2 separate regions of the Sus scrofa genome follow, and region 2 is linked to region 1. The links are chromatin contacts, called in public Hi-C maps. All regions are on one chromosome and are shown on one strand. The core of a region is the stretch at or near the end of the contact, and the rest is flanking DNA. Distances in the headings are between cores, read along the strand shown.

What was found. Hi-C and Micro-C count contacts between places; a contact is called where the count stands out from the background.
Region 2: a contact with region 1 is called in a Hi-C map of embryonic fibroblasts, with 3 times the contacts expected there. The contact joins the promoter of POP4 here to the enhancer-like site in region 1. A contact is called at or near these places in 1 of 5 promoter capture datasets (liver), 17 of 47 Hi-C or Micro-C datasets (blood, embryonic fibroblasts, fetal heart ventricle and 11 more) and 1 of 2 datasets of contacts at active chromatin or transcription factors (alveolar macrophages).

The regions. Positions count from the first base shown.
Region 1 is chr6:38,981,972-38,987,287 of Sscrofa11.1, reverse strand. No RefSeq gene overlaps it. Among named protein-coding and RNA genes, the nearest start is that of VSTM2B, 690 kb to the left of the region's middle. Within about 2 kb of position 3,052, at least 11 of the 83 cell types and tissues checked have an H3K27ac peak or open chromatin away from gene starts, as enhancers often do. A contact at or near this core is called in embryonic fibroblasts, fetal liver and liver, where this site is marked.
Region 2 is chr6:39,731,666-39,736,981 of Sscrofa11.1, reverse strand. It overlaps POP4 (ribonuclease P protein subunit p29), which reads right to left and starts at 2,459. Exons shown (of 7, transcript XM_003127004.4): 1 at 2,212-2,459. The coding sequence starts at 2,218.

The sequences.
Region 1 (5,316 bases), core at 1,803-4,302:
CTCCCCCAATCCAGCTGCATTTGAAGCTCATCAGGGCCCTGGCAACTGCCCGAAGGCCCACAGCGTTCAGTATGTGGCCTGGCCACAGTCCCAGCAGCTTCGTGCAAGACCTACACAACCTCAAAAACCTGTTTTGAAATCCTGATCTCACACTTAGCTGTTCTGTGACTGGGCAAATCAGTTAAACTCTCTCTGCCTCATACTCATTTGTAAAGTGAAAAAGATAGTAACTCCTGTCTCCTCATGTTGAAAGTGAGATAATGCACATGAGGTGCTTGTGTGGTGCCTGGCACATAAGAGGAGCTTGGCAAATGGTGGTGATCATGATTGCTGTTGATCACTCTTCTTGCTAATTGATTTTCCTAGACTTACCACTGTTTAATAAAACACAAATCCACTGCCTCTGTCTAAACACAGAGAAAACAGGAGAGCAGCACTCAGCATGAAGGGCTCTTTTGTCAAAGGCAGAGATGAGGGCTGGGTTTCCTGGTGGAAACATCTCTGGGGGAAAATCAAGCTTCCATCTCACACCTAACCCACAGTGCCTGAGGTCCTCTATGAAGTCCTCTTAAAGAGGCTGGAGGTGAGGCAGAGAGGTTGATTTCCATGCAAAGTGTTCCTCTGAGTGCTGAATGGAACAGCCCAAATTTCTTGGCAGTGGGAATGGTCCTGTGAGAGGGAGGAGGACAAAAGCACATTTAGGGTGTCCTTTTTCCATGTGCTCCCATTACAGTCACCTAATATGGAGGCAAAAGGATTACGGAACCTAGGAAAATATGGAAGGCTTATTATTTTAATTCTTTAAAATCCAAGTGTGCACAACAGTGTTAGCACCATCCTGGGCTATGTGGGACTATGGAATCTTTACTGTCCTGGGCTGAAGGGGCAGCTGTGTCTTCCAGTCCTGAGCTGTGGGAGACTCTATTGCAAGCGTATTCTGGGCTCTGAGGAACTACCATGTTTGCCTGAATGTTCCAAGTAGCTATTGTCTGGGTTTTGGGGGAGATACCATACCAGAGATGTGTGATTCCACATAGAAATCAGCATAGGTCCTGAGTTCAGATTCCCCAACATTTCTGGGATTTTCATATCCTTTCTTGGGGCGCCAGGGGCTCACATTCCCATCTCAGTGATCTTTACAATGTCCATGTCTCTTGCTACCCCTAAGCTCCCTTCAACCTTCCCAGCTCAGTCCAGACCATTCTTCTACATTAAGGGCAACAAATGCAGAGATGAATTGAAATAAGGAGAATGGGGGCAAGGAAAAAAATAGAGAGGAATGTGTGCGAGATTCAGCATTGGCTCAGCCAGGGAATCCTGGATTTCCTTCTCTAGGTTGCTGCCTCTGGAGGAGGGCCTGGCTTCCTAGAATTTTTTTACAGGGAGGTAGAACACTCTGTGGCTTCATGGAGGGAAGGGGAACCCAAGTCTGGGTTTCCCTCCCTGCTGCCTGCTCTCTGCTGTGTCATCTGTGGAACTGACCTTCACAATTTCTTCCCTGGATCAGAATGAGGACTCTATCTCTGAGGTCTTCATAGGTTCTGACTGGTAAGTTTAGTGAGGGAGAGGGTCAGTCACTGGAAAGGACTACAAAGTGGGAAAGGGCAACGTGGGGTGAGGAAGGTCATATCCCAGGGGAAATCCAGTCACAGAGGAGATACAGTCACAGGGTAGATCAATCACAGAGGAAAGCCAGTCACTGGGAGCATCACTTGAGGGGGTAGAGAGAGGAGCCAATAGTCAAACTCAGGTCTACCTAATCCACAGGTTCTCTAGTTTGCTACTTCACCAGATTTGGCAAGGGGTAGAAAATGATCCCTCTGGTAGCAAAATGAGGTTGATCAGGGGAGAAAGGAATTTAGGAGGAGACAAGATCAAAAGGATTGTTCTAAGAAAAACAAAGGGTAGCAAAAGGCACAAAGGTCTGGGGGTGAAGAGGGAAGGGGTGCTGACAGGGAAGGGATGCTAAGGAGGACTCATTATTTACTTTGTTTTTCTTCTGAAAGGAAGAAAATATGGAAGCCTTCAGCCATCACTGGAGACCATTCCAAATAATTTTTTTTAGTTTTTTTTTTTTTTTGTAATATTGGTTTATAACATTATATAAGTTTCATGTGTGTAACTTTGTGTATACTACAAAGGCACTCACTACCAAAATTGTAGACACTACAATTTCTTTGATAGCTTGAGCAAATTGAGCACTGCTAGAGGATTATTCCTAATATCAAATTATTGGAAACAATCTCAATGCCCACCTTTTAGATATGGCTGAAATAAATTATAGCACAATGTGAAATTCTGCAGATTTATGAAGGGAGGTAAATGATATTAAGTGCCACATGAAAGAAGCAGGTTGGAAAACAACTCCTCCCATGCCATCTGTGCCCCAGCCTGACATGTCTCTTCTTCACCATGGCTACCTCATCTCTCGCCTGCCTTCTGCTTCACCCTCACCTGGCTGCATCACCCTTCCTCTTCCCACCAAGTGCCTCTATCCATATAGAAGCTGGAGAGCTTTTGTAAAACATAAAGTGTATCATCTCATTTCCTTGCTTAAAATCCTCCAATGCCTTCCCATTGCATTTAGAATCAAATGGAAATACCTTACAATGGCCTGCAGGCCCCGTTCGTCTGGGCCCTCCTACCTCACTGGATTTCTCTCCTCCTCCTCTCTCTTTGGGTCCCAGCCACTATGTTCCAGCCACACGGGCCCTCCGTCTGTCTGTTAAATTCTCCAAGCACATACCACTGTAGGTCCTTTGCACTAGCTGCTCCCTTACTTGGAATGCATCCCCTGCAGAGAAGGGTCAATGAACTGTGACCCATATCCTGTTTTGTACAGTCATGCGCTAAAAATATTTTTATAATTTTAGAGAGCTTTTGTTTTTGCTCTTTTTTAGAAGATGATGCGGCAGAGATCAGATGTAGCCCACAAAGGCTAAAACATTTACTGTATTGTGCTGTACAGAAAAAGTTTGCCAATCCTAACCTAGATCTTTGTTTGGGTGTATCTTTCCTGTCATTCTGGTTTTAGCTCAAATGCTGACGTTCCACAGAGGCCTTTCTTAACCTCCCTCAACCTAAAGTGACCTCCTTCCCCTAATTCGACACACACACTCTTCATCAAACAAAAACAATAAAAATCATTATTGAATGTTTTCCATGTGCCAGGGAATGATCTATTATCCTGAATCTCAGCAATCACTGTTTGCAGCTTGGGGAGAGAGGCAAACAAACAAGTAAGGCCTACTAAGAATAATGAAGATGACTGGGGGCGCTTTCATATATACTTGTCAGGAACAGCCTCTCTGATTAAGCTAATATTTGAGCCAAGACCACAAATAAGGAGGGATGGACTCTTCCATGCAGAGAGAGCTGCCAAATAATTGTACAAAAAAGTACAACTAAGAGCTTAATGCTGGGGAAGGAGGAGGTACTTTGGAAACAACAGATCAAGGTCACTCATTTAATTAAAGTATGTAGATCATATTTCACACACTCCTGCTGTTTTAATCTAGGACGGTTTCTGACCTAAAGGCATTAAATGTTCCTTTAAGTTGCTTTATCTTTATAGTCATAAATATTTTGGTAAATAGCATGTAGATCTCTATTTTAAAGTTTGAGAAAATCAGAGTAAAAAAAAATTAATACTATTATAATGGGCCCTGCATGCCAAAGACTATTTAAACCTTGTGAGTTGTCTTATTTTCAGATTATCCTAAAATTTACCCTCTTTTTAAAGGAGAATAGCAGAATACTGCCTCTTATATAACTGGAATTTGTATTTCTCTCATCATATCACCTTTTTCTTTACAGTTATTATTTGAAATTCTTATTTATACAGTGTTTATTTTCTGTGACCTTCAGTGGAATGCCAGCAAATGTGTATGCCTTTTCACTTTAATGTCTGAAGAGCCTGGAATAGATTTTGAACAATTTTAGCATACTCACTAATGTTGAGTGTGTGTGTGTGTGTGTGTGTGTGTGTGTGTGTGTGAAGGCTGTGTGCCAAAAAGTTAGTGGTTGCCTTCTCTGTTCCATCAGATTATGGTTATTTTTTTTCTTTTTCTACCACACCTGTGGTATACAGAAGTTCCCAGGCTAGGGGTCAAAGTGGAGCTACAGCTGCCGGCCTACACCACAGCTACAGCAATGCCAGATTCGAGCATCAGATCTTTAATCCACTGAATGAGGCCAGGGATCAAACCAGCTTCCTCACAGACATTATATTGGATTCTTAACAACCTGAGCCATAACAGGAACTCCAGATTATGTGTTATTTTTTTAATCTACGTTTTTCTAATAGTGCCACAAGAAACATATATGTTTCTATGTAATTACAAAAACTATCAATGAAAGAAAAAATACTGCCATCCAGAGATGGGAACCATACGGTGTGCAGAGCATACCAGAGCAAGAGGGAGGGTTCTTACACACCATGCAGACTGTCCTCAGTAGAGACCCAGAGAAGGAGTCCCACAGCTGATTAGAGGCAGAGCTGAGATGCAAGCCAGGGCTCCTGGATCCTGAGCCACTATTCCCCTTTCCATCACAGAGCCCTGGCAGGCTTTTTCATTCCTGCTGTGAAGCTCTGGATCCGAAGAATGATGACAAGTCCTTCATTTCTTTGGAGCAGCCAAGAAAGAGGCAAAACATCCTGAGAACCCTGACCCAGAGTCGGAATCCAAGGATCATGGTCAAGGTCTGGGCCTCGTATATCACTTGACTCCATCTTTAAAGAGCAACTACAGCAGATGCCATCGGAGCTCACCCTTCTCTCCACAGTGCTCATGGTGGTCTGACTCCCAACAGCTAAGACTTCCCTTCTTTTGCCTGAAGACTTTACTTGGCTGCCAGAATCCTATCAGTTTCAGTGTTTGACAATCAATTAGGAGAAGCCCTAATGATGACTAATAGGTGTTGGTATGAATCCCTCAGCTCCCTCACCACAGGGGTTGGGTAACTCCAAGTGTGGTCCTCACTGTCCCCAGTGCTCCCCCGTGGGATTCAGCTCCGTTGCCTGTGGGGGTCCCTGATTTGATAACACCGCTTACTGGCTCCTTCTCTTCCCTGTCTAATTCCCTCCAAATAAACTACCTGTACTCAAACCCTTTCTGCTGTTCTCTTATGGTTGTGGTTTGAATCATGAAGAAAGCTTGATTAACCCAACACACATTTATTAAGATTCTAGTACCTGTCAATTACTTTATCAAATACAGAAAGAGGCAAAAGGAAAGAAAAAAAGACACATGGTTGCTGTTCTCAGGAAAATACAGTCAAACCGGAAATATGTAGATTCTGTAACTAGAAGGAGAA
Region 2 (5,316 bases), core at 1,210-3,709, 750 kb before region 1:
AACAAACATGAAACAAACAATTCCGATCACTATGGCTTATAAGACCCAAGCCTTTTCTAATCATGAAAATAACCATGCTTATTCATGGAGAGAAGATACCAATGGTACAAAGAGCATAGCTTCAAAACTTTCCTGGACGCCTCCTGTCCTACTGTCCATCCATCCCAGAAGTTCCAAAGGTGTGCTTTAAAATAGTGCTTCTCAAACGTTAAGAACCTCTGTGATCTTGGAAGTTCCCGTTGTGGCTCAGTGTGTAACAAGCCCGACTAGAATCCATGAGGATGTGGGTTTGATCCCTGGCCTCGCTCAGTGGGTTAAGGACCTATGGTCTAGGTCACGGATGAGGTGTGGATCTGGCGTTGCTGTGGCTGTGGTGCAGGCCAGCAACTACAGCTCCAATTCCGCCCCTAGCCTAGGAACATCCATATGCCGCAGGTGCAGCCTTAAAAAGGGAAAAAAAAAAAAAAAAAAATCTCTGGGATCTTATTACAATGAAGAGTCTTGGGTGCCACTTTCAGATCCTGCATTTCTAACAAGTTCTCAGATGCTACTGCAGCTCAGCAGACCATATTTGGAGTTGCACTGGTTTAAAATTCCACAGGTTAGGAGCCCGAGCTCTAGAAGTCTAAAGATGTAACCCATTTAAAAGTTATGAGACAGGGATTTCCAGGATGAAGGAGGTCGGAACTACATTTTGTTAACATTTAGATATTTAAAAAAGACTTGTCACATTTTAATATCTATGAAATTGAGATGCATCATACAACTGATGGTGTCCTAACCTGATAAAATACAGATCTTCAAGCTCAAAATATATATTGCTCAGTGTGGTTTCAATCTTTAAAAACTCTTACGCTCCTGTTTCTTATTTATTTTTTTTTTTTTTGTCTTTTTGCCATTTTTGGGGCTGCTTCCGTGGCATATGGAGGTTCCCAGGCTAGGGATCGAATCGGAGCTGCAGCCACTGGCCTACACCACAGCCACAGCAATGCAGGATCCGAGCCGCGTCTGCAACCTACACCACAGCTCATGGCAACGCTGGATCCTTAACCCACTGAGCAAAGCCAGGGATGGAACCTGAAACCTCATGGTTCCTAGTCAGATTCGTTAACCACTGAGCCAAGGTGGGAACTCCCTCCTGGTTCTTAATTTGTCTGAAGAAGAAAACCACACACTGAGGACAGAATATGGGTGTGAACGGAATAAAAATGAGACAAAGACCTGGTTTAAGGGCCAAAAGATTAGAAAGTCTGGTTCATACTAGACTCTGTAAATTCTGCCCCAGCTCTCTTTGTGCTTCTCAGGTACATTGGACCAAGCAAGCCAAAGGGGTTACAAGTTTTATATACACAGTCTGGTTCTCCCTCCAATGGAAGATAGGGATTAAAACCTATCTGCAGGGCCTGGAACCCCCGGAATGACTTTGTGCTTGTCATAGGTTCCTAGCATTAGACGTGGAAGTCTTTTTTTTTTTTTTCCTTTCTGTAACAATAGATATCTAACAGTTAGTGACCCCTCATTACTTGCCATGCCCCTGATTTAAAGCTACATACATTTTATCTCATTACACTTTCTGAACAATCCTTTAAAGGAGCTATTATTCCTATTCTATACTAAGAAAACTGAAGTTCAGATACGCTGAGACACTGGATCACATACATAGGAAGTGAGAGAGGTGGCCCTCAAAATCCAGTTTTAAAGGTGTCACTCCCCTGCCTATAACTGTCCTGGGTGCTTGCTCCTCTCCTTGGCACACCTCTTCTCTGCTCAACTCCCAAAGCTTTGGTTTAGTGATATCGTTCCCCAGCACGCTCCCTGAGCTTTACACTAGGGAAGAGTCCCTCACATAACATCAGGCTGGGCAGGCACCTTCATCAGTACCTTACACAAAGGTAAACAGGGTTGCAGAGAGGAGCAGGGCCTTGACCAGGCCACCCAGGGAGGTACTGGCCAAGTTCGGCCAGGGCCTTGGGCCCTCCTCTAGCACCACACACGACTGGCAGCGCCCCCGAGATTAACCTGCTTCCAGCTCTGCCATCAATCCCTAGCTCAGAGACTGAGCCAGGCACACTGGGACTCCCGTGCCTTAGTTTTATTTATGTTAAGGAGGGATAATTCCCACAACAGTTCCACCAGCACCCACATCTAGTCTCCGACTCTTTACACCTCACTCCACCCCTCTCCAAAGTCGTGGCCCTCAACCTGGCTTACTCTTCATTCTCGGACCGCTTCCGGTGCGCTTTTCTGACGTCTCCTTCAGCGTCGCTCCCTCTTTACCTCCCTCTACTTTCTTCAGCAGCCTCGACTACCAAGCCTCTCGCCAAAGTTTGTGGCGGAGAGGTTTCCTGTGTCTGAAGTCGCGCGGTATGCTACATTGATACCAACACGCTCCTACTTTTAGCTGGAGTCGCTGCCCCAAACTCGAGGTTGGCGCCCCTGTGACGTCACCGACGCGCGCCGACCTAGGTTGGCGCATGCGCCTTGGGGCGGACTCCGCCGCACAAAGCGCCGTGGGGCTCTTTTCAGTTCGTGTGTTTTCTAGGCGAGGGAAGGCCAGAGGCAGTAGGGTTGGAGTTGGGGTGTGACATGCTTATGAAAGCCTGGAGTAGAGAGAGGCGGGTCGACTTGGAGAGGACTCGAGGGAGGTTGGGCCCCCGGGGTGGGTGGAAACGGGTTGGGGCGGGGCGGGGGGTGGTGATGGAGGAAATGAGTCTCTGCGGTCCCTGGTGAGTGCTCTCTACAGACCATCTGAGGCACTGAAGGATAGAAGGCTTAGGTTCTTATTCTGTCTGCTGTTAGCTAGGTGTGCAACCTCGCTTAAGGCACTTCCCATCTCTGGGCCTCACTTTTCCCCGTTCTGCTTAGTGGGGTTGGACTTGATGGTCTCAGAGTTTTCTAGAGGCTCGGCATATTAGTTTCCGTCAATAAGATGAAAGGCAAGGAGGAGTTCCTGCCGTTGGACAATGGGTTAAGAATCCGACTAGAGTGACCAGCGGTTAGATTCCCCCGGGCACCCCGGGCAGTGGGTTAAAGGATCCTTTGTTGCTACGGCTACGGCTCAGGTCTGAGCGCCTGGGATTCAATCCTTGCCCTGGAACAACTTCCTTATGCCGCGGGTCCGGCCTTAGGTTGAACAAAAAAAGTTAGAAGGCAAGGAGTTGATTCCCATTGCCCCGGGGTTGGGTTCAAGAAGTGTGTCAAGAAGGCCTGGGTGGAGGCCTCTTAGAAGCTACCTTAAGTTTTGCTGAGAGCTGGGCCTGGGTAGGGCCCTGCTCTGGAGAGAAAAGCAATACAGAGAGGTTCTGTGGTGGCTCAGTGGGTTAAGGATTTGGCCACTGTCACTGCTGTGGCTCTGGATACTGCTGTGGCACTAGTTTGATCCCTGGCCCAGGAAATTCCACGCATTCCACTGGCATGGCCAAAAAGAAAAAAAATAATGAAAAATAAAAGCAATATGGTCCATGTATTCTAAGCCAGTGGTTCTCAACTTTCAGTACAGTATAAACTCCTTTTAAAGGAAAAAAAAAAAAATTTCCCAGGGAATCCTGGGAGTATGTCCACACACCTGAGTTTGAGAAATATTTAAGTTTCTTTGGGTGGTGACCTTGTGTCATTTTGATCTTAAACATAAGACTACAGGCCCTGGAACTGAGCATTTACCTTCTATGTATATTACTATCAAAATGGAAACAGAGCATTAAAACTAAAATATGTCATATTTTCAGATGTCTGAGAATACTTAGGAGCCCACGGGATTAAATTTGAGAAATTGCTCTTGGGGTTCCATACTATGTAAACTACCAAATGTATATTTTATTTTTTTAATTTATTTTTTATTCTTTTTGTTTTTTTAGAGACGCACCCGCAGCATATGGAGGTTCCGAGGCTAGGGGTCGAATCGGAGCTGTAGCCACTGGCCTACACCACAGCTACAGCAATGTCAGATCTGAACCGCATCTGTGACCTACACCACAGCTCACGGCAACACCGTATCCTTAACCCACTGAGCGAGGCCAGGGATTGAACCTGCATCTCATGGAGGTCAGATTTGTTTCCGCTGAGCCATGAAGGGAACTCCTGAATGGGTATTTTAAAATAGCAGCACAAGGAGTTCCCATTGTGGCGCAGTGGTTAACTAATCCGACTAGGAACCATGAGGTTGTGGGTTCGATCCCTGCCCTTGCTCAGCAGGTTAAGGATCCGGCATTGCCGTGAGCTGTGGTGTAGGTCGCAGACGTGGCTCGGATCTGGCGTTGCTATGGCTCTGGCGTAAGCTGGCAGCTACAGCTCCGATTCGACCCCTAGGAACCTCCATGTGCCGCCGGAGTGGCCCTAGAAAAGGCGAAAAGACAAAAAAAAAAAAAAAAAGAAAGAAAGAAAAAATATAGCAGCACAAGACAGCAAGAGCCAATTTCAGTGCTTACTCGAGGGAACCCTTTTGAACAGGACCTTTGTGATTATGGAGGTAAGGGAGAAGCCAGACCTCTTTGTCATCAAGAGCTTTTCTAGAGTTGTTAGGACTCTTAACTCCCAATTGACCTCTTCTGGAGTAGCCAAGACAGCCCTGGATGACTGCCAGTCTTCCTTAGAATTCCATGGTTGTGGGGTGAGCACTCCCAGAGCTGTAGTCACTCCATAGTTCCCTGATCGCTAAATCTTTTTAAAAAGCAAACTGCTTTATTGTCCTCAGGAAATAATTGTCCATGTTTGCAGAGAAATACTTGTCTCTACAGGTATTGGTATTGTGATTATTGTTTAGCAGAAATTCGACAACTACTTGATGTTTGAAGATGGTGGATTAAGCAAATGACATGTGCTAATTAATTAGATAGTTAATTAAGTGCATTGTAATCACAGGGTAAGCTTCAAAAAATTCATCTTCCATACCATCCTTGGAGATTCTCATTTAGTAGGTGGGTCCCAAGAATGTGTATTTTTACAACATGTTACCAGGTGTTTTGGAGTAATTAAATTTGGGAACTGCAGTATGGTACCTTTATATAACTTATACAATGGAATACCATGCAGCCAGTGAGCAAACTACATACATTTTTTAAAAGATTGCAAAATATTAATGTAGAAAACCAAATGGTATACACACAAAAAGGATTGGAAAGTATTATAATAATATACTGAAAGTTTTAGTAGCTATGTAAGTACACTTATAAGAAGTTCTTTTTTTGGGGGGGGGTCTGTTTTCTAAATAGTACTCTGAAAATAAGTCTTTCTTACATTTTTTTTCTTTTTCATAACTATCAATGGTAAACTTTCAAAAATGCATACACTCTAGTGACCTTCTGAAAGCTCCATGGGGAG